Regions from separate parts of the Sus scrofa genome. Here regions 2 and 3 are each linked to region 1. The links are chromatin contacts, called in public Hi-C maps. All regions are on one chromosome and are shown on one strand. Each heading gives the region's core, a stretch centred on a gene start, on an enhancer-like site or on the middle of the called end of the contact. The rest is flanking DNA. Distances are from core to core; before and after follow the strand shown.

Region 1 (3,067 bases), core at 173-2,672:
GAATGGAAAATTGGTTTTGGATCCCTGATTAGATTAGAACAAACAACTTACGTAAATTAAGACAGAGACAGAAATAATACTTTGTTTAATACAAGGTAATGTAGCTGTCTCTCTTCCCCACAATAAAAAAAAGTGTCAATTTAAGAATTTAAACTTAACTGTTCATTTAAAACGCCAAATAGAGTTTGGTATCCTTTTAGTACGAATGGAGTTTCTAGAATTCTCTTTGTTCAGATGGGATCCTTGAAGTTGGCCTGGTATGATAAAATGAAACCATTTCTATTGCAAAGAAATTTAATGTGTAGTAACTTTTTAATAAATTTCTACTGTAAATCATTAATTCTACTCTCAATCATTATTTCCACTGTAAATCATTAAGCAGTGCCAGTGGGAAATAAATTACCTGAAGCTTTTATTTAATTTCCATTTTTCAAAAATATCTGGCACCGAAGACAGCAGGCTTGTTATGTTACCCCTTCTAGTGATGTCACATGAAGTGTATGTTGTTTAGGGATGGTAACTAAGACATCATCCGTGACGAATTTGAATTTGCTTCATTTACAAGTTTTACGCAGAAGGGCTTGGTCTGGCTTGTCAAGCTTGTCCTTGTCCTTGGACGGACGGGTCCTCGGCAAGAGTGGAATTCTCAGAGGTGCGCTTGCTTTACAGGCGACAGCGCTGGTGCTCGTGCTTGAGGTGACAGGCATCGCCTTGGTGGCCGCTGTGTGGTCACCGCGGGGCGGCGGCAGGTCGACGGACGGGGCAGCCGTGCTTTTCCTTTTGTCTGATTTTCAGGGGAAACCCTCTTCCTGAGTCTCCTTCCCACGCCCAGCCTGCAGGTTTTATTGGCGCTGGTTACTTGCACAGTAAAAAGTCTTCGAGAGCTTGGCAGTGTTGACACAATAAACCTTTAAGGCGCATTCTGCAGGCTGGGACTCCCCTCGTTAGCCCCGACGGGAAATGTCGTCTCTGCCTTCGCTGTGTGGCTTGATGGCTGTGAAATGGTTCGTAGAGGAAAGCTCTGTTTTGTTTTTTGGGTTGTTTTGCTTAAGGGACTTGTGTGGCTCACCCCGGCGTCTCTCCCGGCTTTGTTGGTTGGTGTGACACGCGCATTTGTCAGACAGCTCAGAGCTGGCGCGGTCAGGTCAGCACCGGGGAGGCCCAGGGGCTCTCGAGGTCTGTGTTCCCCTGTCTCCGCCCGAAAGAAGCATTCGAGTGTTTGGCAGAGATCAGTGCGTTATTGGATCAGTATTTGCGTTATTGGTAGTTTAAATAATGTGAGTAGATACTTTTTTATCTTGTTTCTTTACATTTCCCTTATACCAAATGTTATGAAAGTGTCACTCCGTCCTACGGTGTGGCAGGATGTTTGGACTGCAGTCTCGTGGAATGAATTAATTTCACTGTAATTGGTTCAGTGACCGAATGGAAAAAACTGCTGGTTTTGGTGTATGTTAAATGAGGCATCCCGGGCCCTTTCAGTTTTGGAGGGTTGCTTCGCAGAGAGAGAAATAGGAGTTCCTGGCAAGCGGCTGTGTTTTCGAAGGGACGCAAACCACGGCAGCCGCCTCTCTGGTCGCCTGTGCCGAGGAGAGACGGGCCTGCTTGGGGCGCGGGCGGTTCCGGGCCGGGGAGGCGTGTTATGCGCCGTCGTGCACATAGGTGGCAGCAAAGCGCCGCAGACAGCGGAAGTCAGCCTCGCCGCTGCGGGCGCTGAGTGACAGCCGAGCCGGACTGCCATCGGCGTGGCTGCCCCGTGCTGCAGTTGAACGCAAAGTAGGAAAGAAAGCCACTATTGATAACACCAGAGTGTTCCCAGGACAGTGAAGAAGGCTGGGAGGAGCTGTAACACACTGAATTTCTGGACAGATCCCAGGTGGGAAGGCTTAATCTCTTAAGGTATGTCTCCCACCCCGAGAGAGGACAGGCGTCCGCCGAGATGATCCCCGCGTCCAAGGCGAGAGGCCACAGAGGGCCAGGGCGCAGGAGAGCGGGAAGCGGGGGAGAAACCGGACGCCCGCTGCCGAGGCACGTCATGGCCTGCTGCCTGCGGTGCCTCTGGCCGGCTCGGCTGCTCCTGACTTGAGCAAGTTTCAGAGGAAATATCCGTCCACGACCAGGCAGGCCTTCCATGGGAGCGCTTGCTCCCACGTCAGCGTTTTAGAAAGTAGAACTGCAGCTGGAGCTGCTGTTCAGCACCCAAGCACAAGTGCCTGTCCTCCGCCTGCGCGTGCGGTTAGTGCGGCCCGCTCTGTCCCGAGCCTCCCGGTAGTGACATCATCCGTCTCCTCGGTGCCGGCCGTCAGAGCCATTAGTGGGTCATCCGCGTCTGCTGCCCAGGGCCGGCCCGCGGCTTCCCACCCGTGGCCGAGGTAGCTTTCGACTTGGAGCTTTGAATTTGGGGAAACACAGCCAGGAGGGTCCAATGCAGCACAGTGGTGTTTATTAGAAACGGGAGAGAGGAAGCAAGTTGTAAAAAAGCGGTCAGCCGCGAATCGGGCTCCTCACGCGCGAGCCGAGGCCCCTCGACACCTCCGAGGCCGGCGACCTGGCTCGGGACGCCGCGGCCGGGGGCTCGTCCTCCGCCCTGCCCTCCTGTGCCTGCGGCCCGCCGACCAAGGGCCGCGTCGCCGGCTGAGCGGAAGGTGTGTGTGTGGAACCACTTGCTCGGGCCCAGCGTCTGGCAAGTCTCTCGTGACAGCGACCTATTTTTTCACATCATTATTTTTTTAGTGAATGCGATATCTTAACAACCCCTTCCCTCCTTTCTGGGTTCAAAAAATAACACTTCACATGATTTATTTCCCCTGCTGCATGAGGGCCCGGCGGAGAGGGAAGGGATGTGGCTGCCGGGCCCCGTGGCCCCGGCCCCCCGGCCGCCGCTGCAGTGGCCGCGCTGCCTTTGCACGGAGCAGAAGACACACCCCGGCCGCTGGCTGCTTAGCAGGGATCGCGTGGTTGGGCTCCCCACAGTCTCTGCCCCCGTCGGCAGGGAAGGAAGATACACGCGTACACGTTTGCTCGTGCTCTCTGGCTTAAGCGAGCCCTTGTGTTAATGCCTTCAGTC
Region 2 (3,067 bases), core at 171-2,670, 240 kb after region 1:
CTTTACCAAAGGGGGGGAAAAATTGCTGGTTTAGAAGATCATGCTCCCAAATCCTTCCTGCTGTGATACCATAAAACTGTGAAAGTCTCCAAAACCACTGGGCTCGTTGGAACCCAGGGACCACGGCAGATTTTGCTTCCTGAAATGACGGTGTAGCAGGGTCCAGCCCCTGGGGGCCAGTGGCCGCCGGATCCACATGAGGTGACTGGGCAGGGAGGAAGATGGCAGGGGACAGCAGAGGGCCGCCCACGTTGCCGGGCAGGCGGATGGAGCGGCTCGGGCTGGGGGCGGGGAGGAAGGCAGGATGTTTCTGTCTGATGGCCCAGGCTCCTCGGACGGGCTGAATGTCCCAGGGGCTGGAGACAGGGACACAGGCCCTTCTGTGTCCCCCAGACCCCGCCAGTGCAGTGGATCCCCTGGAAGTCGTTTGGTTGGTAGCAGGTGTTGCAGTTATGGGATCTCTGTGTCCCCCGTGCTGGGACTGGCTGGTCCCAACAGGACCTCGGGCCACTCATGTCGTCACCCTCCCCACAGGGGACCGATTTGCCCGTGTCACACATTTCCAGAGATCAGAAATTATTATTTAGAAAACAGAGCTTTTACTTATCCTCAAAATATCTTCTCATCTGGAGCAGCACTGGCTGCACGTAGAGCAGGTGCTAAACCTGTTTGGGTGACCACCCTGTGCCGTGTGGCAGGTCCAGGCCAGCTGCCTGGTGGCCTGGTTCGTCCATGACCCTCAGAGGTGTGAACTTCGTCGCTGGTGTTACTGTCCTCTCTGGGTCAGAGGGACAGGGCGGCTCATGGGCCTGGGGGCGGGGGCAACCAAGGAGCATGGCCAGGACACCTCCTGTCCCGGGGCAGCCTCCCACGGACGGACGTCCCCACAGCATCTAGTCCACTGTGTCCTGGAAAACCGCAGCCAGGTCGTCATCTCTGGAAGCTTCTCAGGTTGCTCCTGGTTCTTCCGTCGAGTCTGGAAAGGGCCTGGGGCAGAAGGCTCCCGGGCTCTGACCCTCAGAGGCAGCTGCCCAGCTCCAGAGCAGCAGTCAGGAGACCACACCGGGTCTGCGGCAGCAGGGCCAGGGCTGGAGGGTGGCTTAGAGTCAGAGGGGAGCCCTGGGTCGGAGGGCAGCCAGGTCAGAGGGGGGCCCTGGGTCGGGGGGGGCCCAGGTCAGAAGGGGGGCTCTGGGTCAGAGGGGTCTCAGGGTCAGAAGCGGGGGCCAGGGCCTGGGAGGAACTCTGGGTCGGAGGGGGCCCAGGGCAGGAGACACCCATCCTGAAGTTTCCCAGTGGGTGGCACCGTGGGTCCGGGCTGGAAAGTAGCCACCAGGGAGACCTGCCAGAGAAGGGCCAGCCTGGCGTGTGCGCTGGGCGGTGGGTCCAGGGACAGCCTGGGAGGCCGTGGCAGCTGCGGCACCGGGCAGGGCAGCCTCCTGAAAGGCCAGGCACAGCAGGAGGAAACCTGAACCGGGAGGGCCCAGCGTGTTGGGCTTGGAAAAACATTTTCAAGCATTTTTCTGCCTTAAAGGAAAAAAAATCGAAGGGGCCAAGTTCTGTTGGTGGAGCTGGTGCAGGCCTGGCGCACGCCGGTCGGGCCTCCGGTCGCCGCCTCGCAGAGGTCTGAACTGCGGACGTCAGCAGGCCTCTTCCTGGCTGGCAGGAAGGGAGCGTTCCCTCCGGGGACAGCAGGAACCGTGGAGCCGGGGCAGAAGCCTGGGCCTCCCTCGCGAGGCTGCAGCAGAGTGAACGGAGGCCCCCGCGCTCGCTCTTACTCCTCTCGTCCTGCGGCCGGGGCGCTGGCGGGATGTCTGCTTTATGGCGTGTTTTGCAAACGGGCCTGTTGGAGATGCTGGGCCGCTCGGGCCGCCCAGGCTCCGGGTCAGGAAACGGGCCCCTCCCTCCCGCCGCGGGGCTCCAGCCGCGGGGCGCAGGCCTCGTGCGCTCTCTGCCGTCGCCCTGACCTTTCAGGTGTCAGAATCATTGGCTCCAGCCCATGTCCCCTGGTCCTGAGCAGGCAGTGATCTACGCTGTCACTTTAGCCCGTGCTCTCTTGACCCGGGGGTCACAGGGGCCCGGGTGTAACCGAACCCAGCGAAATTATTCCCTCACCTGTCATAGAAATAGTCATCCTAGCAAAATGAGACCCAGGGGGGCTTTTGGAGAGGTGTTGAGAAGGCCAGTCTAACTCGATCCTTTATTCGCGTTTTAAGGAATGCAGTACTGTTTTGGCACCCTATCAAAATAAAACAAAGTTCCATTTTTCAACTTCTTTTTTTAAAGCGTGCACCCCTGAGCTTACAAATGCTTCTTTGTGGCCTTCTTTATTGAAATTTCCATTCAGCTCTTCCATCTGTTAGCTGTGTTTACCACTATTTCTAGGGAAAGAATTCAGCATTTCACCTTTATTTGGGGTGTAAGGTCATAAAACTGTCTGGATTATTTCAGCTATATTTATACCAAACTTAATATTGCTCCTTTAACAGGTTTAAAGCTTTTGCTTCCCTGGTTCATTATGCAGGGTGAGCAGCCTGAAGAGACCAGTTTGTGTTTGAAACGAGGAGGGCGCTTTCCCCTCCTCGCCGTCCGCCCCGCGCCCCCAAGGAGGCCGTTTCCACGCTGTAACCTTCACCCAGAGAAGCCCCCTCCTCCCGGCTGCAGGCCCGCAGGGCTGCGTTTCTGGGGCGCATGCTTGCTCACCGGGCGCCCTCTCCTAGGAGCGCGGATGCCCGTGGGATCGTAGAAAACTCCTGAGGCCACGGGTGTAGCACCCACTGCTGAAGCGAGGTCTCCCAGGCGGGGTTGCTCTGTGTGCATGTGTGCATTGCATAGATGTACATGTGCATGTGTGTTGTGTGCATATATGTGTGCACGTGTGCATACATGCTGTGTGCGTGTGTGTCATGTTCCCGTGAGTGCGTGTTGACATGTGCGTTGTGTGCATGTGTGTGTAAGTTGCACGCATGTCCCCAGCAGCCTGTGCTTTGAGGAGGCAGTCTGGAGCAGTGAAAGGAATGTCACCTTTGAAGCGGGCGGGCAGTTGCCGGCTTCCCAGGCTTATCGGGAG
Region 3 (3,067 bases), core at 372-2,871, 150 kb after region 1:
CTTTTTATTTTTTAAAATCGTTTTTTAGATAATTTGTGTTTAATTTCCATTTTTAGTACTAACTGTAAAATCCATTGATCAATATATAAAAGATAGATCAGTGGACAGTTGTGATTAATTGTTAAGAAGTAAAGTCTGATGTCCATATTTACTTCTCATGCTGCACATTGGATTATGTGGACAGGGTGGCCCTTTTCTCTGGGCGGTGGCTCGTGCCGCTCTGGCCAGCAGACCCTGGTCCCTGGTTCCGTGGCTGCCCTGACCAGCTGAACGCCGCCCCGCGTCCACCCCACCCCACACGACACGCATGGCAGGTCCTGGTAGCTCTGCTTTGCAGGTGGGAAATGGAGTCGAGCCCCACGGTGTGTGACTAGGAGAAGGCGCCCTGTGCAGGCTCACGTGCCTCTTCGGTGACATCATGTTGCCACATGCTCACGGAGCCACGTTGGGTGTCATCGCCTGATGGACCTGAGAGCCAGAGGGTGACCGTCCGTGTAGCCGGGGCAGTGCTTGTCCAGTCTGTGCTGGTCAAGGCAGCAGAGGCTGGTGGGCATGTCTTGGTCACTGCCTCCCTCAGACTGTAGGTCACTCACGGGGTGTGGCTAATGGCGTGGGGGTTAATTTTAATTTCTCCCCTTCCGAGCCGCATCTGGAATTTCTTTGTTTCATTATTTCTCTCTCCTTTTTTTTTTTTTTTTTTTTTTTTGTCTTTTTAGCTATTTCTTGGGCCGCTCCCACGGCATATGGAGGTTCCCAGGCTAGGGGTCGAATCGGAGCTGTAGCCACCAGCCTACGCCAGAGCCACAGCAACGCTGGATCCGAGCTGCGTCTGCGACCTACACCACAGCTCACGGCAACGCCGGATCCTTAACCCACTGAGCAAGGGCAGGGACCGAACCCGCAACCTCATGGTTCCTAGTCGGATTCGTTAACCACTGCGCCACGACGGGAACTCCTCTCTCTCTTTTTAAGTGATCTTACGTGGCGCTCATTCTAATTGCAGGATAGGGATTTTTTTTTGTCACTTTGAGCACTTCAGATCACAGGCTGGTTTACTTCAACCTTTTGTGCGTCTGGGTGCGTGAGTGTCGGTCCGCGTGCACATGCAGGCACACACATGCACGTATGCACACGCACACAGGCACATCCTCACACGAGCTCGACCCAACGGTGATCGTCATTGTAACCAATATTTCTACCTCTTTTTTCTGTTTTACGGCCACACCTGTGGCATATGGAGGTTCCCAGGCTCGGGGTCGAACCGGACCTGCAGCTGCTGGTCTACGCCACAGCCACAGCAACACAGGATCTGAGCTGCATCTGTGACCTGTGCCACAGCTCACAGCAATGCCGGATCCTTAGTCCACGGAGCAAGGCCCGGGGTTGAACCCGAATCCTCATGGAGACTGTGTCAAGTTCCTAACCCACTGAGCCACAGCAGGAACTCCCAATGTTTCTGTCTCTAAGTAATATTTTATCTTCAGTGAAAAAGCCGGTTAAGTAGCCCTCTGGTCCACCTCCCTCCGAGGCCTGGGCAGGAATGTTTCCTGCCTCCAGTTCTGAGGGACCAAGGGCCGCAAGGAATTCCCAGCCCCCTGCTGCCTGGTGAACGTGCTTAATTTAGACAGCGCAGACTGTGTGTTCCAGCTGGAAATGCCACACCGTGTCTCCAAGCCAGTGCCTTCCTTGGTGGGTTTAGAAAAGAAGTTCTAAAAATAAAACATTTACCATAAATAGGCCTACTTATATGTGTGCTCAGAAATAACCGCTTTTGCGATCTCTCGTGGACGAAGGTTCCCCCACGTGGGACCTCATCTGGGAAAAGGCCTTGCTGACGTCGCCGTGGCTGCAAAGCCCTGCGTCACCTCTTGCCCCCTTGGCTCCTCCCGCGGCTCCGCCAGCACTGCTCAGACTGCGGCCGCCGCCACTGGGCTGAGCGATGCTTTGCTCACCCCGCTGTGCGCCTGCCGCCTGATGGTTGTGGTGGGCTGAGTAAGAGTCCCGCTGTTTCCAGTCGGCCCAGCAGGGCTCGGGGCTGGGACTGCAGCCCTGAGGAGAGGCGGACGGTTCAGTGAAACAGCGAGCAGGCGGCTTTTGGTAGATCAATCTGTCTCGTGCGCACGGCTCCCACTTTCCTCGCACCTTTGCGGTTTTAAGGAGATGTCACACCTTCAGCTGCCCCTCGGTGACCTGTGTGCAGAGATGGATGCGCCTGCACTTCGGGGGTTTTACTCAAAGTCTCGCTGCTGAAACCTTCTCGTTTCCTAGACAGTCAGCCATCTGCACGTCTCGTCTCTGTTAAAAAAATGGAAAGAATTTTTAAATTGAAAGAATCTTTCAATTTAAAAATGAAAGAACTTTCGGGGCTTGGCTGCAAGTAGGTTAAAATGGAGGTGGCGTTTTGTAGCTTCCCCTCTCCTAGTTTCAGCTCCTCGTGCATTTCTTCTGGGTTCCGGACACACCTCCAGGCTGGTGGCCGTGTCACCTGTTCACTCCTGCAGAAAAGCCTTCTCGTCCAGCCTCTTTGGCCCTTCGGCTTCTCTGTGCGGACTTGTCCTCTTGCCCATCTTTTGTCTGTGTGTTTAATAGATGGATGTCGTCTCTACTGAGAGCAGCAGGCTAGTCTTGTCTAAAGTGTCTTCTAGAAAATATACCTCAGGAATTATCTTGCCTTTGTCTAAAAGTTTCACGATAGCAGGACGTTCTTTTTTGCGTGTCTTCATTCTTGGTCGCTCCCGGTCGTCTCGCCGACATGTCCCAATTTCTAGTGAAATTTCTGCTCAGGGCCCCGTGCTAGCTCAGAGCGGGTAGGCTTACCTGTTTGCTTCAGGGCTCCCGGAGGACAGGCAGGGCTTGGCGCTTTCCCGCTGGAGGTGGGCCGTGGCTGCTGCTGCTGGAAGTTAGTTATCTTTGCTCGGAACTGGGAACACACTGAGCCGAGCCTGTTGCTTCTACCTTCGTGTTGAAAGATGCCTGTACGTGCACGCTCTCGGATTACCCGGGCCGAGATAACGGCGCCAGCCGCTGTTTGCACGTTAGCGGAAAAGGCTGGGCTCCGAACCAGCGC

The links. Hi-C and Micro-C count contacts between places; a contact is called where the count stands out from the background.
Region 2: a Hi-C map of subcutaneous adipose tissue shows a contact between it and region 1, with 2.1 times the contacts expected there. The contact joins two enhancer-like sites. A contact is called at or near these places in 4 of 47 Hi-C or Micro-C datasets (heart right ventricle, mesenteric adipose tissue, retroperitoneal adipose tissue and 1 more) and 1 of 2 datasets of contacts at active chromatin or transcription factors (skeletal muscle).
Region 3: a Hi-C map of skeletal muscle shows a contact between it and region 1, with 2.2 times the contacts expected there. The contact joins two enhancer-like sites. A contact is called at or near these places in 3 of 47 Hi-C or Micro-C datasets (embryonic fibroblasts, mesenchymal stem cells and skeletal muscle).

Annotation. Positions count from the first base shown.
Region 1 is chr7:1,182,151-1,185,217 of Sscrofa11.1, reverse strand. All of the region lies in intron 4 of GMDS (GDP-mannose 4,6 dehydratase), which reads left to right. Among named protein-coding and RNA genes, the nearest start is that of GMDS, 100 kb to the left of the region's middle. Within about 2 kb of position 1,422, at least 42 of the 83 cell types and tissues checked have an H3K27ac peak or open chromatin away from gene starts, as enhancers often do. A contact at or near this core is called in retroperitoneal adipose tissue, skeletal muscle and subcutaneous adipose tissue, where this site is marked.
Region 2 is chr7:941,789-944,855 of Sscrofa11.1, reverse strand. The region is part of intron 7 of GMDS (GDP-mannose 4,6 dehydratase); the gene reads left to right. Among named protein-coding and RNA genes, the nearest start is that of FOXC1, 110 kb to the right of the region's middle. Within about 2 kb of position 1,420, at least 18 of the 83 cell types and tissues checked have an H3K27ac peak or open chromatin away from gene starts, as enhancers often do. A contact at or near this core is called in retroperitoneal adipose tissue, skeletal muscle and subcutaneous adipose tissue, where this site is marked.
Region 3 is chr7:1,028,190-1,031,256 of Sscrofa11.1, reverse strand. All of the region lies in intron 7 of GMDS (GDP-mannose 4,6 dehydratase), which reads left to right. Among named protein-coding and RNA genes, the nearest start is that of FOXC1, 190 kb to the right of the region's middle. Within about 2 kb of position 1,621, at least 4 of the 83 cell types and tissues checked have an H3K27ac peak or open chromatin away from gene starts, as enhancers often do. A contact at or near this core is called in skeletal muscle, where this site is marked.